4 separate regions of the Mus musculus genome follow, and regions 1, 3 and 4 are each linked to region 2. The links are chromatin contacts, called in public Hi-C and HiChIP or PLAC-seq maps. All regions are on one chromosome and are shown on one strand. Each heading gives the region's core, a stretch centred on a gene start, on an enhancer-like site or on the middle of the called end of the contact. The rest is flanking DNA. Distances are from core to core; before and after follow the strand shown. Region 1 has its middle 21 kb from the start of Gm31137. Region 2 holds the start of Rpl37a (ribosomal protein L37a). Region 3 overlaps Marchf4 (membrane associated ring-CH-type finger 4). Region 4 overlaps Marchf4 (membrane associated ring-CH-type finger 4).

Region 1 (5,029 bases), core at 973-3,472, 250 kb after region 2:
AAAAGGACCCAGGTTATCGTAGCAGAATTGGCATAAAACTGCTGAGGCTCAAGGGCAATTATTAATTCCATTAACCATGCTAAGAGTGAGCAGAGTAGTGCCCCTTCTGGGACAACTGGGGACACAGAAGAGACCAAGGCCAGGAATCACTGATCTTTACACTGTTCCTGTCTATCCATCTTTATCTTGGGGAAGACCTGCCCTTTTCTCTTGGGGTTGAACTCAGGAAGTCTCAAGGAAGCATTGGCCTGCCTTGGCTCTTGTGCTTACCTTGTAGTCTGGGAAACAAAATGTAAGAGCTGGTAGCTTTTAGGAGAATACAACTGGCATTGGGTGGGAGGAAGTTGTCTCTGGAAAAATGGAGCGTGCATTTCTAGAAGGGGGTGGAGGTATCCCAGGCAGGCAGAATAAGAGACTCCCATCTAAGTGTTCCCTTTTTGAACAGCCTTCCTCTCATCTTGACTGTGAGCTGAGACACACAGGGATAGGGTAATCTGTTTTCCTTCCAGGCTACTATCTTCCATTCCTTGTTCAAAAATTGTCTTCAGGCTGGGACTGCCTAAAAACAGCCTTTCCCAGAGTGCCCTCCCTCCTACATTCCCTGTAGATCAAGAACCTTCTTCTTCTTTTTTTTTAATTATTGTTGATTTTTTTTGTTTTTTTTAAAATATTTTTTATTACGTATTTTCCTCAGTTACATTTCCAATGCTATCCCAACAGTTCCCCATACCCTACCCCCACCCCCACTTCCCTACCCACCCATTCCCATTTTTTGGCCCTGGTGTTCCCCTGTACTGGGGCATATAAAGTTTGCGTGTCCAATGGGCCTCTCTTTCCAGTGATGGCCGACTAGGCCATCTTTTGATACAAGAACCTTCATTTTTAAGGTCACCCGTATATTAGTTTTTTTCTTTTTCTTTTCTAGAAAGTTGTATGCATGAGTATACAAGGCTCAACCTTTGAACACTGAGTTGGAATGTTTTCCACGACTGTGACAAAATACACAAGAACAATCATCTTAAAAGGAAGAAAGGTTTATTTTGGCACACAGTTTCAGAGAGTTTAGTTTGTGAGCTATTTGGCACCATTAGTTTTGTGCTCAGAGCCATTAGCACCCCAAGGGGTTCAAAACTCAAAGAGAGGCAGAGAGGGAGGGGCTGGCATACCAAGATCGCCTTAAAGGGCGTTCAGTGCCTCTACTCCTTTCCCCAAAGCTCATCTCCTAAAGATTGTTCCACCTCCCTGAAGCCCCACAGGCTCACTATGTCTGGGTTAAAAGTTGGGAGACATTATAGAGACTTAAAAGAAGGTTTTGAAAATCTTGAACTCAGCAAAAGAACCAGGTTCCATCTGCCCACACTTGTCCCTGTAAAGCTTGAGTCTGTTCTGTGTCTTACAAGGGGATCTGACAATTTCAAATAACGGATGAAGAAACAAACAGAAACAAAAACAAAACAAAACACACACACAAATAAATAAATATGCATATATATGAATGAAATAAAAGCCGGAAGGGAAATCCAAGAGGAAAGGGGTCTACAGGGAAGAGAAGAGGAACATGGGAGGGTAATAGATTTTATGTGTCATGAAACAGAAGTGTGTGTGTGTGTGTGGGGGGGGGGGGGTAGCAGCAAAGCAGGCGATGAGAGAGAAAAGGAGAAATGGGTAAGAAAATGTAGTGATGTATATGTCTAAACATGTCACAACAAATCCCATTTCTTTTCTAAAGAGAAAGTTATTTTTTAAATGATTTTTTTTAAAGCAAGGTTTCTCTGCATACTCCAGGCTGACCTTGAATTTGTAATCTTCCTGCTCTCACCTCTTGAGTGTACTGGGTTACAGGCATTCACCTCCTGCCCTCTCAGTGATGGGGATGCACTGTGCAGCCCCCCTTCCCCAACATTGAATGCTGATGTCCCCTTCATCGGTACCAGCTGGCCAGCTGCTGCTGCAGCAGAGCGTGGGGAAAAGGAAAAGGTACAGGAGGGCTCTGCAGATGCTCTGGGTTTCTCTCACAAGACCTGTTCTCATGCCTAGAGCAGTCTCATGGCTCGGCCCATGGGGCCATGGGGCTCTGATTCCAGTTTCTTTTTTCTTAGCCTTCAGGACTTCCCAGCCTTGGTCTCGTGGGGTTTGTGTGTTTGAAGCCTGGGAGTATAGAGCGGGCAAGGGCTGGGGGAGGGAGGGTTGAGTGGAGTGGGTGGTAATATTTTCCAGCTCTTTCTCTAAAGTGTCTGCCTTCCCTTAATGGACACGGAAGTGAGCCAGCCGCTGACTGTGCTGGCTGCAAGATTGGCTACTGCTTACATCATCTGCGCAGCCAGACTGGGGACAGGATGGGGGTGGGGAGAGGCGGGGAAGAAACTGAGCAGGGATTAATCCATCCCTGAGGGAACTGGTGGACAAAGGCAGTGGTGATCAGGTAACCCTTTTCCCAAGCACATGTCTTGGGGAGGTGGAGGAGAGCCAGGGAGTGACATTAGTACACGCATGGTGTACTTCTTATTTGCTTCACCTTTTGTCAATGTCTGAGGTCCATTGCATGCCGCTCTATGCAGTTCTACTCTGTTAGCGATGATTGAGACTATGTCATGAAGTATATCTTGAGTGACATGGAGTGGCCCAACATTAGCAGCTCTCTTGGCATTTGAGTGTTTATTGCATAGATTAGGTTCTACATGAGGAACCATCTCCATGGTTGGAGATGGGTGACAGTATTAATTTGTCATTGCCCAGTAGTCTAAAGAACAATATCAAGGATGGCGGGGTTGAAGAGGACATCTCTGATCTCAGCTGGGTAGGCTTATGTGTTTATGGACAGACTGATGGATCGCTTGGCTAGATGATGAAAACCTGGCTCCATTTACTTATTCAACCTCACATATGCTCACTCCTCCTACCACAGGAGAACTTGGGTGTGTCCATGTGGCAGGGAAAGGGGTTCTAGAAGGGGAAAGGCATTGTTGCTTTGGAGCACACTCTATTGCTCAAGAAAACTACAAAGCAACCTGGATTCAGGAGAAGGGAGAAGATGCTCTCTCTCTCTCTCTCTCTCTCTCTTTCTCTCTCTCTCTCTCTCGTGTGTGTGTGTGTGTGTGTGTGTGTGTGTGTGTGTATACACCTGTGGAAGCTAGAAATTGACTTTCTTTTTTGAGACAAGGTCTCAAACTACCCGAAGTTCAATGATTCACGTAGCAAGGCTGGTCAGGAAGCCCCAGGGACTCTCCTGCTTCATCCTCCACTGCACCTTCCTGATCTTGACCTTTGATGTGGGTCCTAGGGATCATACTCATGGTAATGGGGAAGCACTTTGTTGGATGAGCCATCTCAGTTGCTCGACAACTGTTTGCTATCAGTGCCGTTGTCTTCATCAGGAGCCCCCCCCCCCCCCGCAAAACAAAACAAAGACAACAACAACAACAACAAAAATTTCTTCCAGCTGGCCTGATGCACCTTTTTGCCAAGTCATAGCTTTCCCCTCTGACTCTATTTTTCTTTTGGGTTCATTTCTCTTTCCCACTGTGCTTTCTGAGAGATATGGATCTATGATAGTCAAGAAAAGAGTATAGGTAGCGTTTCCCATTATTCCATTGCTAATGAGAAAATAAATCAATCTGTTCCTCTTAGTTTGTGGTGGGCCCCACAGACTACGTCATCCTTCACCTATGTAATCCTTGCATAGTAGAACTTGCTCAATACTGGGTGCAGGGTGGGTGGTCAATACATTGCTGCAAGCATTGTACCTAAAAATCAGAAAAAAAAAAAACCCCTGTAGATTGGAAGGTGTTCTGTTCTGTTTCATCTTGGTGAAGCGACAAAAAGCACAGAGGATAGACCCTGCACTATGATGGATGTCTTAGAAGGACCACTCTCTTCTGACTCTGTATCTCAAAATTAAGTTACTGAGCAGAGTTTTAAGGGCAGCTTGGATTCAAACCCACTGAAGCCACTGTCCTTCATGTTCCTTCCTGGGTGCTGTGTTTTACTTTCTCATCAACTCACAGTGAATTTGGTAGAATGAGGAAGACTTAGGAAAAGAGCAAATAATGACAAATAAGCCAAGGGCAACAAATAAACAACCAGTCTATCAAATTGCACTAATTGATCTAATCACAGAGCAGGGGGGAAATGAGAAGGTTAGGGCGGTGGAAGATACAGAAACCAGGCAAGTACAGAGGTCACAGGGATGAACTTTTATTTTTATTTTTTTTAAAGATTTATTTATTTATTTTATGTATATGGGCACACTGTGACTGTCTTCAGACACACCAGAAGAGGGCATCAGATCCCATTACAGATGGTTGTGAACCACCACGTATTTTCTGGGAATTGAACTCAGGACCTCTGGAAGACTAGTCAGTGTTCTTAACCACTGAGATACCTCACCAGCCATGGCATGAACTTTTATTAATAGGGCAAGACAAGCTTATCTCTCCCTTCCCTCTGCTCAATAAATTGTGTGTGTGTGTGTGTGTGTGTGTGTGTGTGTGTGTGTGTGTGTTCCAGGAAATCTGAGAGGGAAGATCGATGGCCAGTGGCTCTTGCACCTACAAATGTTTCAACAGCCTCTGATGCCTGGTTCTTTTGATTTGTTTGTTTGTTTGCTTTTTTTGAGGCAGGGTTTCTCTTTGGAGTCCTGGCTGTCCTGGGACTTGCTGTGTAGACCAGGCTGGCCTCAAGCCTGCTGAATGCTTGGTTTAAGGGCATGTATCACCGTACCTGACCTGTCTGATTCATCTGTATCTGCCTCATAAGGACATCAATGGTGCCAGCTGCTGAACCTAGGATGCCAAGATACATAACCTAATTTCATTTTAGTCATTGGCCAAGTTCTTCTGGAGCAGAGAGGTGCTCAACCGATGGCTGAAGGGGCTCTCCCTCTGTTCCCTGAGTCAGATGTCCTTGTGAGCAGGGACAGTCTCTGAAATGTGTAGAGAATCCAGGCTTTGCAGTAGCTTGTACATGAAGATTTTACGGATGTATGTGTGTGCACACTTACTGTGCATCTACAGGCAACAGTGTGCCATCA
Region 2 (5,321 bases), core at 1,199-3,698:
CAAACAGGACTACCAAAATAAACAAATACAACACCAATAGATACAACACCCAACACCCCCCCACACACACACACACAAAACTGAAGGCAACCAAGATATCTGAATAAACAGACAGATAGTCTTCCCCAGAGAAGAGCACACCACAAATGGTTAGCTCTAAAGACATGCATACAAATAAGATAATATATGATCAGTAGGTTACACTTAGGAATATATATATAGAGAGAGATAAATGAATACAATAAGCAATAAATTGTTATAATGCTATTAGTTTGAACAAGAGTAAATTGGAGTATAGGGAAGGGTATGGAGGGAAGAAAGGAAAGGGAAAATGATTTAATTATATTATAATCTTGAAAATATCCAAGAAGTTTTTAAAAAAAAATAAAAAAGCAAGTTAAATCCAGTAACTCCCTTAGGCTGTCTTGAACCCCTTAACTATACTCTGTAGAAACCTTTTTTTGTTTGTTTGTTTTTACAAGTTAAAAAACAAAAATAATACAGTGTAGGGTTTTTCAGTCTTGGCACAGACCAGGTGTGATGTCTGAGTACATGTGTGTATGTATGTGTGTGTGTAGTTGTCTATGCATAAATCATTGTCCTCTTCCTCACTAGAGGATAACGCCACCCTTATCAAATGTCTGCAGATATTGCTGTGTCCTGGGAAGGAGAGGGTAAACAAGATCTCCATGGCTGAGAACCATTTATGAAGTATATAGCAACTGGCATGTTTTTAATAAGCTAGCAAAGAGAGAATATGCTACAATATGCTAGAAACTGGAGTATAACACACATAATGGCATATACTGTTTTATGGGATTCTTGATTTTACTAGATTTGTATGAAGTGGGTCGCTGTGTAAGATGTCTTTCTTACAATGAATTAGAGTCAAAAAGACTAAAAGTCACTAAAAAGAGCAATGTAACCATCCTGGGCCTGTATTTAGCTACTCAAAAAGCTGGCATGGCAAGATAAAGGACTACCTGAATTGTAAAGGGAGTTCAAAGTTGGACAACTTAATGAGACCTTGTATCAGAATAAAAAATAAGAAAAGGCTGGGTATACAGTTCAATTATAGTAACTTGGGTAGTATGTATGAAGCCCTAGGTTCAATCCCAATACAAATAAACACATAAATAAATAAACACAATCTCAAATTATGGTAGACTCATAAATGCTAGCCCCAAATTACATGTTCCAAGAGGAAAACAAAACAAATAGAGGAAAAATTAAATAAATAATGTACAAAAATACTTAAGAATTAAGAGTTTCACAAACTTTCACATTACAAAGAGAATCAGTTCTTTTTTTAAAAAAAAAAAAAAGACAAATCTTTCCGAATATTTATTTATTTTCTATGTATAGATATTTTTCTTGTACACATATCTGTGGACCACGTGAGGTCACAAGGAGTCTCCTAAAAGTAGAGTTACACGCACTTTTGAGCCACCATGTGGGTGGAAAGCAGAGTCAATGAGCCCTCTTTCTAGCCCCAAGACAGACTTCTTTAAAATCAAACACTAACATCATTTCCCACTGGAAATCTTAAAGTTTAAGAAAATCTTAGGAGAGAGAAGTGTTTAAAAATTTCAGAGCCAGGCGTGGTGGCACACGCCTTTAATCCCAGCACTTGGGAGGCAGAGGCAGGCGGATTTCTGAGTTCGAGGCCAGCCTGGTCTACAGAGTGAGTTCCAGGACAGCCAGGGCTACACAGAGAAACCCTGTCTCCAAACCTCCCTCCCCTCCCCCCCAAAAAAAGAAAGAAAGAGAACCACCACTTTAGGGTCTTGGGTTCAAGTAGCCTCTATTCCTTACATTATCCCCAGAACTCTGATCAGCAACATTTCGTAACTCTTTTTTTTTTTTTTTTTAGATTTATTTATTTATTATATGTAAGTACACTGCAGCTGTCTTCAGACACTCCAGAAGAGGGCATCAGATCTCATTATGGATGGTTGTGAGCCACCATGTGGTTGCTGGGATTTGAACTCAGGACCTTCAGAAGAGCAGTCTGCGCTCTTAATCGCTGAGCCATCTCTCCAGCCCATTTCGTAACTCTTAATCGTGACGAATATGACTGTCTCCCAGCCGAACTGTAACTCGGCCTGGGAGCGGATCCTAGGCGTTTACTATGGCCAGCATCTAGCACCCGGCCTGGCGATTTTCCGAAGTATAATATAGTGGGAAGGCAATGCGCCTCAGTCACAAACGTCGCGCTTTAAACACTTAAAGGCAAGCCACCTAAAACCCGTCTCTTCGCGAGCAGAACGCAAGAAATCGCATCTGCTCTGCAGAACTTTGGTTATGTGTAAGCTAAGAAGGATGTGCTTCCAGCTCGTGAACCACTTCTGCGCATCTATGCATTTCTCAGTGGAGACAGCGAATAAACCGCCAGAACACCGAGTTCACTTCCGAGAGAGGAGGTCGCGTCACTTCCGCTCGCCGGTCTAAAACCGCGCATGCGCATTGCGTCCCTTCCTCTTCGGACTTGGGCTTGGGTTCCGGCGACATGGTGAGTGTCTTCGTAACCGCTTTGGAAGTCGCTATCCATCGTCATCTGCCTTAGTCTCCGGCGTCCCGCTCTCAGCCCACCTCGGGTAGTCTGTGCTGTCCCTGTCCTGTCTGCTGTCGGGCTTCTCCCGGCGTCTGGAGCCCCGTACGCGGCCGGAGGCGGCTCGGCGGGGCTTGGCCCAGCGCGGTAGTTAATGCACAATCTGGAGCCTTTTGGCGCTCTGTGGGCGCCTTCCTTGATGGTTGAGCTTGAGGGAAAACAGGATTCAGCCGAGTTTGTGCTCAGCGGCGCGTTGGCGTGCACCGACTGGCTCAATGTCTCTGCTCCGTTCCTTTCCTCTGTCAACAGGCTAAACGCACCAAGAAGGTCGGCATCGTCGGCAAGTACGGGACCCGCTATGGTGCCTCCCTCCGGAAAATGGTGAAGAAAATTGAAATCAGCCAGCACGCCAAGTACACTTGCTCCTTCTGTGGCAAGGCAAGTCGGCCTCGGGTTAGGGAGGAGGGTGCCATTGCTCCCGAGCTAAGGCGGTTTGGGCTCGCTTTTTGCGGAGCATTCGTTGTTTACTTGCAACTAGTGAGGAACTTAAGGGTGAATGGTTTGGAGAGGAAAAAGTCCGATCTTGGGAAATTGATAGCGATGTCAGCGCATCTGTACCAACCCCAAAGAGGTCTGTTTAGCCTGTAAATAATACTCTGCTTGGGTTACTAGAATTTAACTGCTAATGGATAAGCTGGCTTTTCCATAGTTTACTCTCTGGAAGTCTCAGGGATTTTTTTTTTATATATATTTCATAACAAGATCTTAACTACTTACAGACCAAGATGAAGAGACGAGCCGTCGGCATCTGGCACTGTGGTTCCTGCATGAAAACAGTGGCCGGTGGGGCCTGGACCTACAAGTGAGTGTTTTCTCCTGTGGTATAGGAAAGGCTATGGACTGCACAGCCCGTGTTCCAGGTCTGGTGCATATCGGATTTGTTTTAGTTTAAAGCAAATCATGAGTTTGGGTTTAAAAGTTAATAGTTTTTGGTCAGGGCTATACAGTGAAACCCTGTCTCAAAAACAAAGTTATGGTTATAGATAAAAGCTCAGAGCCGGGCGTGGTGGCGCACGCCTTTAATCCCAGCACTCGGGAGGTAGAGGTAGGCGGATTTCTGAGTTCGAGCCCAGCCTGGTCTACAAAGTGAGTTCCAGGACAGCCAGGGCTACACAGAGAAACCCTGTCTCGGGGGAAAAAAAAAAAAAGAAGAAGTTCAGACTTTGATTCTCATATTCCTTTTGAATTGTACAGTCACCATGCTCTTTGGAAAATTACAGTTGATCTAAGTCCATTGGTGTTTGTGCTGGACTTGACTTAACACTACAAGTTATTTCTATAAAATGGTTTGAGGTTAATTGACTCGGGATTGTATAGAACATTGGAGGCTGTTTGGGCATATTTAGTGCTATGACCTTGACAGAGCCAGATGTTGTTGAAATGAAGCCTCCTGTCATTGTTTGCTTTGTTCTTAAGAGCTTTAGCATCTCAAACCAACAGCTGCCCCTCCACCCCTGAGTTTGCTGGCCAGAAGTCTGGTATCCAAGTGGTGTGGTGTTTTTATACTTCCAGCATGGCCCTCTGAGTGTGGCTAGTTGCTGAGGAGGTGAACATGTGGGTTGCAGTTTTTCTTGACGCCTTGGTATTGAAAAAACAGTCTGAGTGTGTTTAAGAGCAGCTTGAGTGCACAAGGAGTAGTGGTAGCAAGTGCTCTGTCCTGATAGGTGACTGACTATTCATACACAGTGTGTGGTCTGGCTGTTTGGTTTGGGGGTGTAGGCTTAAAACTTATCATAGGCCTCCTCTATCCTGTCTACAGAGGAGAGCACCTTAAGATCTCGTGGAGTCTGGGTCTGTCTCTTTTTCAATATTGAAGAAATCAGATGCTCAAGCACCTTAGAATAGTGAGAGTGCCCCAAGTCTTGGCTTTTGAAGGGTGCCACCATGCCAGTGTGACATCAGCACTGGTCTTGTTAGGTAAGGTTCACTGCAGCATGGTTGGTGTTGGCGAAGGATGCTATCATTCTTTCCATGAGAAAATTAAGAAATTTCAGGACTATAGGGGAACAATGGGACAGATACACTCAGGTGTTCTATGTTAACATTCACAGTTATGTTGGAAATGGTTTTTCTTCACAGCACCACCTCTGCAGTCACAGTGAAGTCTGCCATCAGAAGACTGAAGGAACTGAAAGACCAGTAGAAGCCCTGCTGTCTGAGACTTGCCTAGCCTGCAATAAACGGGTTATTTACGTAACTTTTTTTTTTTTGCCTTGTTTGTGGTTAATTAAAACATTTGGTGTGTGTTCTATTTTTTATTTTCGAAAGATGCTTGTTTTGAGACATACTGTGTGACCCTGGCTGGCCTTGAGTGCCTGGTTCTCCTTACAAGTGTAGATACATCTGGCTTAAGATTTTAGTCTTTCAGAAATAAAAATGTTGCTAAGACAATTATGTACATAGCTTGGTTTGCTATATTGTCAGCAAACTGAAACTAGAATATTTATAGAAATGTTAATAAGATTGAATTAAATGTAGTGTGAGTACTTGGTAGGAAATAAATGATAATACATAGGTAAATAACAAAAATGAGGGTCTCCTGACAAATTTAGGGTTTAATATATTTAGGAATAGTTTTATGGCTAGCCTTTTCTGAAACTTTACAGTTAACTGCCAGGTTTGTCAGTTATGCTTTGACCAGCCATGCCAAAGCTACTGGACTCCTTGGGAGCCACCAGACAAGTCCTATGCATTCCAAGTCCAGAACAGT
Region 3 (4,919 bases), core at 2,191-4,690, 250 kb before region 2:
TACTGTATGAGAAAGTGTATGAACAGCTCTGTTTTCTGAAGAGTCTTTTAGCTCCACCACCCATCCACACCCCCTTCCCACACACACTATGCTTTCATCAATAGATCTAAGGCCAAATCTTGGCTTCAAGGGACCATCAGCGTGCCAGTGATATTGGAGAGAAATTATGAATTGTGAGATAACTTGATCTAAAGAGGAGAGAAATCTATTACCAAGAAGAGACCTAAAGCCCTAATAAGCTGCAGTTATCGGCACTAAATCCAATTAACCTACAAAATTATTTCTGTTTCTATTCTCATACCACGCACTTACTCTCAGAAACACCCAGAATCGGGCAGCCTCACACAGTTAATCTACAGGCATCTTCATGGAAAATGTCCTGGTTTATCTGTTCATTGTCTCAAAACAATCGGATGTTAAAAGGGACAAGAAAGGTGGACAGTTGAACCCAAGCCCTCCAAACTGTGACATTCATTATCCTGGTAATTATTTTATTCCTACCCTGCTTCTCTCCCTATAATTTAACTGGTATAAGATAAATGTACCTATTCCCTCTAACTGCTTCTAAATTCACTCAACTGCTACTAGAGAGAAGAACTTAACCTCACAATAATTGAATTTAAATAACATCCAATTCTGTGAAGTCGAACATGGTCTGCATAGTAAACAAACCACAGGATTTGAGGGCTGGCAGGAAGAAAGAAGGTCACGCTTAATGTGCAGAGGCATAATTGTATCTGTATTTCGAATGGCCCAGATGTGTAATCTAATGTCTGTTTGTCTTTCTGTCTAACTCATCATTACCATCGTTATCGTTACCAAAGAGCCAAAATTAAAGGCTGATCTGGCCTCGTTCCTCTGGCTGGCTCAAGAGGAAAACATAATTCAGATAAGCCTTGAGGAGCTAGAATTGGGCTATTTGCATACAGTGGGCTGGGCCCATGTCCAAGGTTCCGGGCCACTACACTTCTCAGGAAGTTTCAGGAATGCCGGGTCACTGCGTTCTCTTTTTTTGTTCCAAAAACCAGGCCAAATCATCTGACAGGTTAGAGGGAAGGTGCAGACATGTCCCCTTGAATCAGTCCTGTATGGTCCTTGCACACTAGCAAAGGAGTATACAACATCAACTCTGTAAACCTCTCATGATGCTCCCTGGAGGAACTGTGGTGAAAATCTCCTAAAATTAATTTTCACTCACTGTGATTAATACAGCATTCGGAGGGCTTAGGCTGCAGGTGCAAACAGCTGGAGTCACTTGTTGCTTTCTGCCGCTTCAGATCAGGACCCTAGGTACATAGGATCGTCCTACAAAGCACAGGAGCAAGACCTTTCCCCAGTGCAGTCCCAGCTTGCCCGCTGTCTGGCTGGTGACTATGCGTTTAAATGTTCTCTACCTGAATCCACTGTTTCTGAGAGTTGAGGCTGCATCAGAATCCCTTGGGAGTCTTATTTAGTATCTCCATGCTGGCTGTAACCCAAAGACTCCAACTCCACCAAGACCCACTTAAAGCAAAATTGGCTAAGACCTACTTTGTAACGTGTTGGACCAGATACTCATTAACAAACCTTCTGCCTCCTACATTGCTTTGAGACTTTTATGTACACAAAGATAAAAATAGGCACTGAGAGTGAAAACTTATTGAGGACTCATTGTCTGCCAATTCTTGTCACAGGCTTTGAATTCTGGGTTCAAATACCAATTCTCCCATTTGCTGGGTGAAAGATATTGGGCAAGTTGCTCCAAGCTCCCATCTCTCTCCTCCTCTCTCCTCTCTCCCTCTCCCTCTCCTCTCTCCCTCTCCCCCTCCCCTTCTCTCCCCTCTCTCTCCTTCTCTCCTTCCACTCTGTCCTCTCTCACTCTGTCCTCTGTCTCTCTGTCTCTGTCTCTCTGACTGTCTCTCTGTCCCTGTCCCTGTCTCTTTGTGTCTGTCTGTCTGTCTGTCTGTCTGTCTCTCTCTCTCTCTCTGTGTGTGTGTGTGTGTGTGTGTGTGTGTGTGTGTGTGTATGTGTGTGTGTGTGTGTGTGTTTGTGTTTCAAGACAGTTTCTTCTGTGTAGCCCTGGCTGTTCTGGACTCATTCTGTAGGCCTTGAACTCATAGAGATCCACCTGCTTCTGCCCCTGGAGTGCTGGGATTGAATGTGTATGCCACCACCCCCTGGCCTGTTGTTGCCTCTCTTGCTAGTCTATAGTCCATGCCTTTGAATATGTGCTAGGGGCCAAGCATGGTTCTAATATGTGCATGAGGTGATACGACATCGTTGCTGAGGACCCTGGCTCCATTATGCATGACCTTAGGCAAGTTTCCTTAGAGGTTAAAGTAGGACCAGAGAGGTTTCTCAGAAGGATTAAAATGGGGTAAGATATGAGAAATGCTTAGAGCCCTATGGAGCACACAGGGAGTGTCTGTGATGGCACTATACCATGCCCTTCCATGTATACCTACCTACCTTTACCGTAACTTCACACCCTAACAGGAGGAGGGAGGTGCCAGCTCTGCAAATGAGAGCACTATAACTATTGTCGCTTCACCAAGTAATGTACTTTGCTGTCCTGAAAGCCACGGGTCTGAAGATGCTGTGAGCCAGGAATATAGGGTTCGGTGATACCTGCAGGAAAGCTTTGGGTTTCCAGGTGTTTGATATCTGCCCTGGCACGTTGGGGGGAGGGACAAAGAAAACCAGTGCCCCAGATCCTTATGCATCCTCCTGCCTCCACGACCCTCCTCCCCAAGCCTGCTTTTCCACATTCGTGAATTCTACCTTCTGTGACAGTGGGTGGGGGTTGGTATTGAGTTACGGGTGTTTGCAGGCATCAGTCTTTCCCTCTCCTGTTTTGGGTACAGCTGCGGCCTTATGTGTGCATGGGAACACTAGAGGATAGTGAGGTAGGGAGGACGGGGCCTAAAGACCAGAAAGAAAAAAGAAGAAGAAAAGAAAGACAGAAAGAATAGGAAGGAGATGGGAGTGACCATGGTCAAAAAGCATACTATATCAATGCATGAAAATTGTAGTGAAACTCGCTAGTGTGTATAACTAATATGTATTAATAATTATAATTAAGAAAAAGAGTTTAGCAACAGAGGAGGACTCAGAGAAGGAAAGACTCTTGCTTGTAATCTCTCTTGCCTGCCTTTAAAAGGGATTACAGTAAGCCTGTGTATTGTTTGTCGGTTCCTCCTGTGGATCTGACTTCCTCCTCAAATCAACCTCACAGTCATTGTGCTTCACTTAGAGCTGTGGTTCTCAACTCCCCTAACACTGCAGCCCTTTAACACAGTTCCTCACGTTGTGCTGACCTTCAGCCATAAAAGTATTTGGTTGTTACTTCATAACTGCAAGTTTGCTACTTTTATGAATCATAATGTAAACATCTGATATGTGGGATATCTGACCCGTGACTCTCAGGGGTGTCATGACCCACAGGTTGAACGGCAGACTTACACAGATCAACCTAAAGCCCTTAGGAGGATCCCATGGCACAGAAGAGATTCCTTCCTCTTTCTGAGCCCTGTTCAGGTTCCATGCTCCCAAGACAAGGCCCCACTTCCCTGCAGGACCTTGCCCATGCCAGAGTCTGCTGCAAACCCAGCTCGGTTCTTTTCACGCCTCTCGGGAAAGCATACTATTCCTGAAATCTTGGCTGCCGCTCCTTGTCAGCAGAAAGCATGCTAAGCGAATTTGAATGACTCTGGCGTGTGAATAGACTCCAGGCTGCGGGCTCCAAAGTAAGCGGCTCCAAGTCACTGTGGCTGCTGTTATCTTGGCAATTTTATTTTCTGTTTCAAAGAATTCTATAGTCCTTACCTTCTGGCTCTCTCTCTCTCTCTCTCCCTCCCCCTCCCCCTCCCTTCCTCCCTCTCCCCCTCCCTCTCCCCCTGCCCATCTCCTTCCCTCTCCCTCTCCCTCTCCCTCTCCCTCTCCCTCTCCCTCTCCCTCTCCCTCTCTCTCTCTCTCTCTCTCTCTCTCTCTCTCTTTCTTTTGGAATGGGGTGGAGGGTGGGGAGTGTCTTGGGGTTTTTTTTTGGTTTTTGGTTTTTGGTTTTTCGAGACAGGGTTTCTCTGTGTAGTCCTTGCTGCCCTGGAACTCACTCTGTAGACCAGGCTGAGCTCAAACTCAGAAATGCACCTGCCTCTGCCTCCCAAGTGCTGGGATTAAAGGTGTGTGCCACCACTGCCCTGCAGGGAGTGTCTTAAAGATATTCTTTCCCTACTCTAGTCTCTGGTTAGACTGCCCCCAATCCCAACAAATGGAAGGAACCCAAGAGAACCTATCTTTCTCACCAGCACCACTTCCCAATGTCCTCTTTGAACTCAGGCATAGAAACCTGTATGGGGACCAGGTGGCAGAGGACCAGGGTGAAGATGTAGGGGTGTGGAGGTGTGGGGGATATATACAGACCAGCGCGTTTCCGTCTGAGGGCAGAGGACAGTGTCCATTCATGAACATTCAGCAGCCTTGGGTGGACACCACCATTCGGTCCTCATGTTGAAAATGCAAGCCAACCCCAGCCCAAGAGACATTCTCACATGGTGACACACATTCCAAACCCACCCAGAGTCCCAGCATGATCTTACACGCATGTTTCCCTTAATTAGGGGCTGATAAAGAAAGTCTAGCTTCCTTTTGTTTGCTTTCAGTCTCTGTCAGATGACCAGGCCATTCTGCAAGCACTTGTGACTCAGTGTTCTCAGTCAGTCCTGTCTGGGACTTGGCGAGCCATGTTCCTCTTGTTCTTAGTCTTTATAATTGTTCAACACTTGGTTCATCCCCCTGCCTTCACCCCCAGTCGTCATCCATCTATGCTGAAAAGTCCTATATTTAGATCCCATTCTCACATCATTGATCATTTCACATTTCAGCCACTCTTTGTAGAGCTTTGCTGGTCTTTAGGTTTTTTTAAGACAAGTCTTCCTACCATG
Region 4 (4,835 bases), core at 896-3,395, 220 kb before region 2:
TACACTCTAGCTGGGGAAACAAATACTGAATAGATAGACAAAATGTAACAGAATAAGTAAGGCCTCTATAAATATGATTTCTTTCTTTTTTTAAAGATAGAACCAGATGTTATTCAGACAACATAAGAAGACTTTAATGTCTCTGTGACAGAACCCACGTGGAACTGAAGACAACAAAAAACTAGGAAAAAAACGTAATTCAGTGATAATAAGTAGTTCTCATTACTAACCAGAAACTACTTGAAACTAAATATTAGAAAGTTTCAGCACCCCCCCCCCCCCCCAAAAAAAGGAATGGAAGTCAGGAGAATTCACACACACACACACACACACACACACACACACACACACATACAAACCCAACTCAAACGGCCACTGAACAAAGGAAACTCTTCTAAATTCAGACACATAGAAATGCACACTCAAGAGCTGGAGAGCTGAATCAGTGGTTAAAGGCACATGCTCTTGCAGAGGACCCAGATTCAATCTCCAGGACCCATATGGCACCGACAACCATTGGTGACTCCAGGTCCAAAGGATCTGATGCCCTCTTCTGGCCTCCATGAACACCTGGTTCACACACTGTGCTTGGACATACATGCAGGCAAAGCACCCATATATAGAAAATAGGGAGGGAGGGAGGGAGGGAGGGAGGGAGGGAGGGAGGGAGGGAGGGAGGGAGGAAGACCCACTCAGACCATTGGGAGTTACCATTTTCACTCCTGGGAATGGTAAAGATTTAAAGACAATCCTCAGTCTCAAGGCAGGTGGAGTCAAGAGATCCTCCCATGCTGGTGGGGCGAGCACCAGCACGTACTCGTATCCTTCAACTCGGTAAGTCCATGTTTAGGGAATATATCATAAGAAAGTTCCCTCAGTTCCCTCGGAATATTCAACTGTGAGGACATTTGCTCTAGAATATTCCACCATGCCTAAAACTCAGAGCCAGCGCTTCTCAGCCTTTTGGCTGAGACCAAGTACTTTATATGCTATCCACTGAATAGCTGATGCACACTGTATCTGAAGACAACATACTGGCTGGATTGGTAGGAACACCAAAATAGCCTAGGAGCCTGCTGTGGTCACTGTCTATGTTAACCTGGCATTGCAGTACCTGCAGGAATGGTGTGTCCTGCGGGGGAACTTACAACAACCAGAAGTCCTTTTCCCAGAATGGATCACAGGGGAATCACTAAGAATGACTTTGTTCAACTTACATTTAGTCGACGTGCTCAGGATGCAGGATGTTAAGTTTTTTTTTTTTTAAAAGTATCTTACAAAATAGCATTTATGATAGTGTTCAATTTTGTTTTAAAATATTGTGTATACGGGGCTGGAGAGATGGACCAGCAGTTAAGACCACTGGCTGCTCTTGCAGAGGACCTGGGTTTGTTTGTGGAGCAGGTCACAAGCATCTCTAACTCCAGTTCCAGGGAATCTCATGCCCTCTTCTGACTTCTGTGGGCACCAGGCATCTGCGCACACACGGTGCTTATCTACCTGCAGCCAAAACGTTCATGTATATTTTTAAAAAATCTTTAAAAAGAGATTGTATGCCCTCAAAACATTGTTTTGCTTCTTGCTTGCTTTTTGACACTTTGTCCTGCAGGCTGGCCTCGAACCTGAGACCTCCCTGGGTCTCTCCACTCCTGCAATTTTGGATTCAAGTCACCACTCTGGTCAGCTGTCCTCAAAATATTAAGAGTGTTTATCTGGTTGATAAGATTAAATGTACTTTCAGTTTTCTTCTTTATAGTCTATATATGTTGTGTGGCCTTTTCTGGAATAAGCTTTTCTTTTTTAATACTAAGAAAATAAGTTAAAGTCGTTTTCATAAGGAGATGGATAAAATGTGAGTCAGGGCAGCCAGTACTCTGGGGCAGGAAGGACTGGAAGGTAATCCTCTTTGGTATCCTCCCCATGGGCCCTGTTTGATCAGCCTGGCCACATGAGCCCTTGGGAGCAGGCTAATCCTCAGAGGAGGGGATATGCTTCTCCTATACCTCTCTGTCCCCGGTTTAGACTCAGTTGCCAAACACCTAAGCTTTGGGCTCAGTGTGTTCTCTTTCCCTAGAGAAACAAAGCCCTCTGCACGCTCTGCTTCACTGAGTGGCTGGGGGCCAAGTCACCACAGCCTCAGATGCAGGTGTCTGGGGTGACAAAGAGCGACATCTCGCCTCCAGAATAAGGGCAGCTCTTCCGCCTTCAAGGCTGCGAAATGTCAGGCGTGATTAGAAAGGTCACTTGTCCTGACAGCTCTCCGTGCTTCCTGGAGAGCAGCCTTCCTACTGTGATCATTCTTAATTGTGCTTCCTGTGGTGGGTGCTAGCCTGCCCAATTTCTTATAATGACAGAAGCCCCACCTTCCACCCATCCTACACCCAGGGAGGGGGCAAGGGAAGGGAGAGAGGGGGGAGGGGGAGGAGGAGGGAGAAGGAGAGGAAAAGGGAACGAGAACACAAGATCACAAAACTTGGGGGGGGGGGGGGAGAAGAACAAGAGAATTCTCAGCCGAGAGTGCCAGCTGGCTTTCTAGGAACAGTGTTTGTGGTTATAAAAGGAAACATCTTTGAAGGGAAGGTGGCCACTCTCCTGGGCCAAGAGTCTTAGTTGGGGAGGAAAAGAGAATAAGGGAGGAGACATGCCTCCAAATCAATACACAAAGCTAAGGATGGTGCTTGAGGCAGAAATTCTCCAAGGCTCAGCATGCCTTGCCCCACCCCAGGAACTCCCATGCTGCAGATCTGGGACATTGCACAAAAAGTGCATTTACATGAAAAGCGCAGTGTGGCCTGAAGGCAAGTGGTCTGGGTGCCCTGCTCTCAGAAACCCACCCTAAAGGCTGAGAATGGGCGTGTTTAAGAACCCAATTCCTGGACATATCAGAGGAACCTAAGTAGAGGGTCAGAGATGGGTTGCCTGGAGGGACAGAGAAGGGACAGAGAACTTCTGAAGCACGGGGCAGCTAGGAAGGGCTTCCGGGTCCAAGCAGTACAAGCCTGCTGTGGGTGTCTCCCTGTAGCCCTCAGCTTTCTCATTGCTGTGCTGAAATATCTGAGGAGCAGGTCGTTTGTAAAGAAGAGAGATTCGTTTGGGTTCAGAATTCTGGAGGCGAAAGTTGGAGGAGCCATATTTGCTGATGGCCTCCTTTCTGGCAGAGTCCCAAGGTGACACAGGGAATCTTGAAGTGACAGGAAGCCCCCCTTACCCCTGATTTAAAGTCACTAGGATTCAATCTCAGGCGTTCTGTCCAATTTGCCTAATCCAAACTGAATGCATTTCCCAAGGCTCCCGTCTCTACACATCAGATTAAGCCTCACAACAAAGATCAAACTCCAGCATGAGTAGGATAAACCGCACTTAAGATGAATCACATTCTCCATTCTTTAAGCCACAGTCTCCAATTTGTATTCTTTTAGAAGATGTGCCCTCTGATGATATTGATATTTTAGCTGGCCAACTACCTTACAGAAGATTAAATGTTTAACAGTGTTATTTTCTCTCTCTCTCTCTCTCTCTCTCTCTCTGTGTGTATGTGTGTGTGTGTATTTCTGCATGCGATTTATATGTTTGTGTATTGGGCACATGCTCATAAATATGTGTGTGTAGAGACCAGAAGTTGATATCTAATATCTTCTTTTCTTAATTTTCTACCTTACTTTTAAAAAGGATTTATTCATTTTATTTTTGTGTGCATGCCTGTGTGATTTTATATGTACCACATGTATACGAGTGCCCCTAGAGACCAGAGGGGTATCAGATTCCCTGGAAATGAAGCTATAGGCAATTGTGAGTCACCTTGACACAAGCTAGAGGCACCAAGGAGAAAGGAGCCTCAGTTGAGAAAATGCTTCCATGAATCCAGCTGTAAAGCATCTTGCCAATTAGTGATCAAGGCCAAAGTGGGTGGCTCCATCCCTGGGCTGGCAGTGCTGGGTTCTATAAGAGAGCAGACTGAGCAAGTCAGGCAAGCAAGCCAGTAAGCAGCATCCCTCCATGGTTTCTGCATCAGCTCCTGCCTCCAGGTTCCTGCCTATTTGAGCTCCTGTCCTAACTTCTTTCAATGATGAACAGCAATATAGAAGTGTAAGCCAAATAAACCCTTTTCTCCCCAACTTGCTTTTTGGTCATGATGTTTTGTCACAGCAATAGAAATCCTGACTTAAACAAATGTTTTTGGCACATATATTCTCAGAACATGTCCATTTTTTTTTTTTTTTTCTGGGAGAGGGGTTTCAACATTCATGAGGAGTCTTACAACTAATCTGAAGATTCAAGGGCCTAGTTGTGTGAGTCAGGGTATGTTTTGTGAGGATGGAAACATCTTGTCATGAAATGCCCTACCATAAACAGAACTACTTGCTACAAAGAGCCCCCCCCCCCCCCCCCGCCTTGTACAGTCTGATCATCCTGCTGTTAACAGCAGTGGGGTGACTCCTCCAGCGGCTGGGATTTGTGAATGAATGCTTCTAATACGGAATTAGCAAGTGTGTTCTTCAGTAGATGTCCCAGCAGATACCACAGTAAGCCATGTCTGCTTCATCCTTCCGTCTTCGAGCTTACAGTGATAAATTTTCTCAGTTTTCCTAACCATTCAAATGATTAGCTCACAGAGCAGATGGAGAGAGTCCCTGAGTGTGTGAACCACTCCATCTGGACCGTACGGTGTGACTCTCTCAACTGTGGAAGCCGCTATATATTCTACCACTGGGATTCCAGTTTCGACACCTGACGGATGAGTGTAATGATTCTGCCTACCTTGAAAGACATCATGAGGATCCAATAGTATAAGCAGTATGTCTGGTGGTCTGCTCAGTGAACGGCACAGACTACCC

Evidence for each region. A called contact is a pair of places that touch in the nucleus more often than the background predicts. HiChIP or PLAC-seq counts read pairs in DNA pulled down with a chosen protein or histone mark.
Region 1: a contact with region 2 is called in a Hi-C map of embryonic stem cells, with 2.5 times the contacts expected there. The contact joins the enhancer-like site here to the promoter of Rpl37a in region 2. A contact is called at or near these places in 4 of 484 Hi-C or Micro-C datasets (the CH12 cell line, embryonic stem cells, myocytes and 1 more).
Region 3: an HNF4G HiChIP or PLAC-seq map of pancreatic cancer cells shows a contact between it and region 2. The contact joins the enhancer-like site here to the promoter of Rpl37a in region 2. A contact is called at or near these places in 2 of 39 promoter capture datasets (the 3T3-L1 cell line and embryonic stem cells), 1 of 484 Hi-C or Micro-C datasets (nephron progenitors), 1 of 115 datasets of contacts at active chromatin or transcription factors (pancreatic cancer cells) and 1 of 9 other capture datasets (pancreatic islet).
Region 4: a contact with region 2 is called in a Hi-C map of the N1E-115 cell line, with 4 times the contacts expected there. The contact joins the enhancer-like site here to the promoter of Rpl37a in region 2. A contact is called at or near these places in 1 of 39 promoter capture datasets (stem cell-derived epiblast-like cells), 1 of 484 Hi-C or Micro-C datasets (the N1E-115 cell line) and 2 of 115 datasets of contacts at active chromatin or transcription factors (epiblast stem cells and pancreatic cancer cells).

What each region holds. Positions count from the first base shown.
Region 1 is chr1:72,961,404-72,966,432 of GRCm38.p6, forward strand. No RefSeq gene overlaps it. Among named protein-coding and RNA genes, the nearest start is that of Gm31137, 21 kb to the right of the region's middle. Within about 2 kb of position 2,223, at least 109 of the 459 cell types and tissues checked have an H3K27ac peak or open chromatin away from gene starts, as enhancers often do. A contact at or near this core is called in the CH12 cell line, embryonic stem cells, myocytes and 1 more, where this site is marked.
Region 2 is chr1:72,708,812-72,714,132 of GRCm38.p6, forward strand. Rpl37a (ribosomal protein L37a) reads left to right here and starts at 2,449. Exons shown (of 4, transcript NM_009084.4): 1 at 2,449-2,512; 2 at 2,861-2,989; 3 at 3,331-3,413; 4 at 4,691-5,002. The coding sequence starts at 2,510. The coding sequence ends at 4,754.
Region 3 is chr1:72,461,766-72,466,684 of GRCm38.p6, forward strand. All of the region lies in intron 1 of Marchf4 (membrane associated ring-CH-type finger 4), which reads right to left. Among named protein-coding and RNA genes, the nearest start is that of Gm39661, 51 kb to the left of the region's middle. Within about 2 kb of position 3,441, at least 49 of the 459 cell types and tissues checked have an H3K27ac peak or open chromatin away from gene starts, as enhancers often do. A contact at or near this core is called in pancreatic cancer cells, where this site is marked.
Region 4 is chr1:72,488,231-72,493,065 of GRCm38.p6, forward strand. The region is part of intron 1 of Marchf4 (membrane associated ring-CH-type finger 4); the gene reads right to left. Among named protein-coding and RNA genes, the nearest start is that of Marchf4, 47 kb to the right of the region's middle. Within about 2 kb of position 2,146, at least 36 of the 459 cell types and tissues checked have an H3K27ac peak or open chromatin away from gene starts, as enhancers often do. A contact at or near this core is called in the N1E-115 cell line, where this site is marked.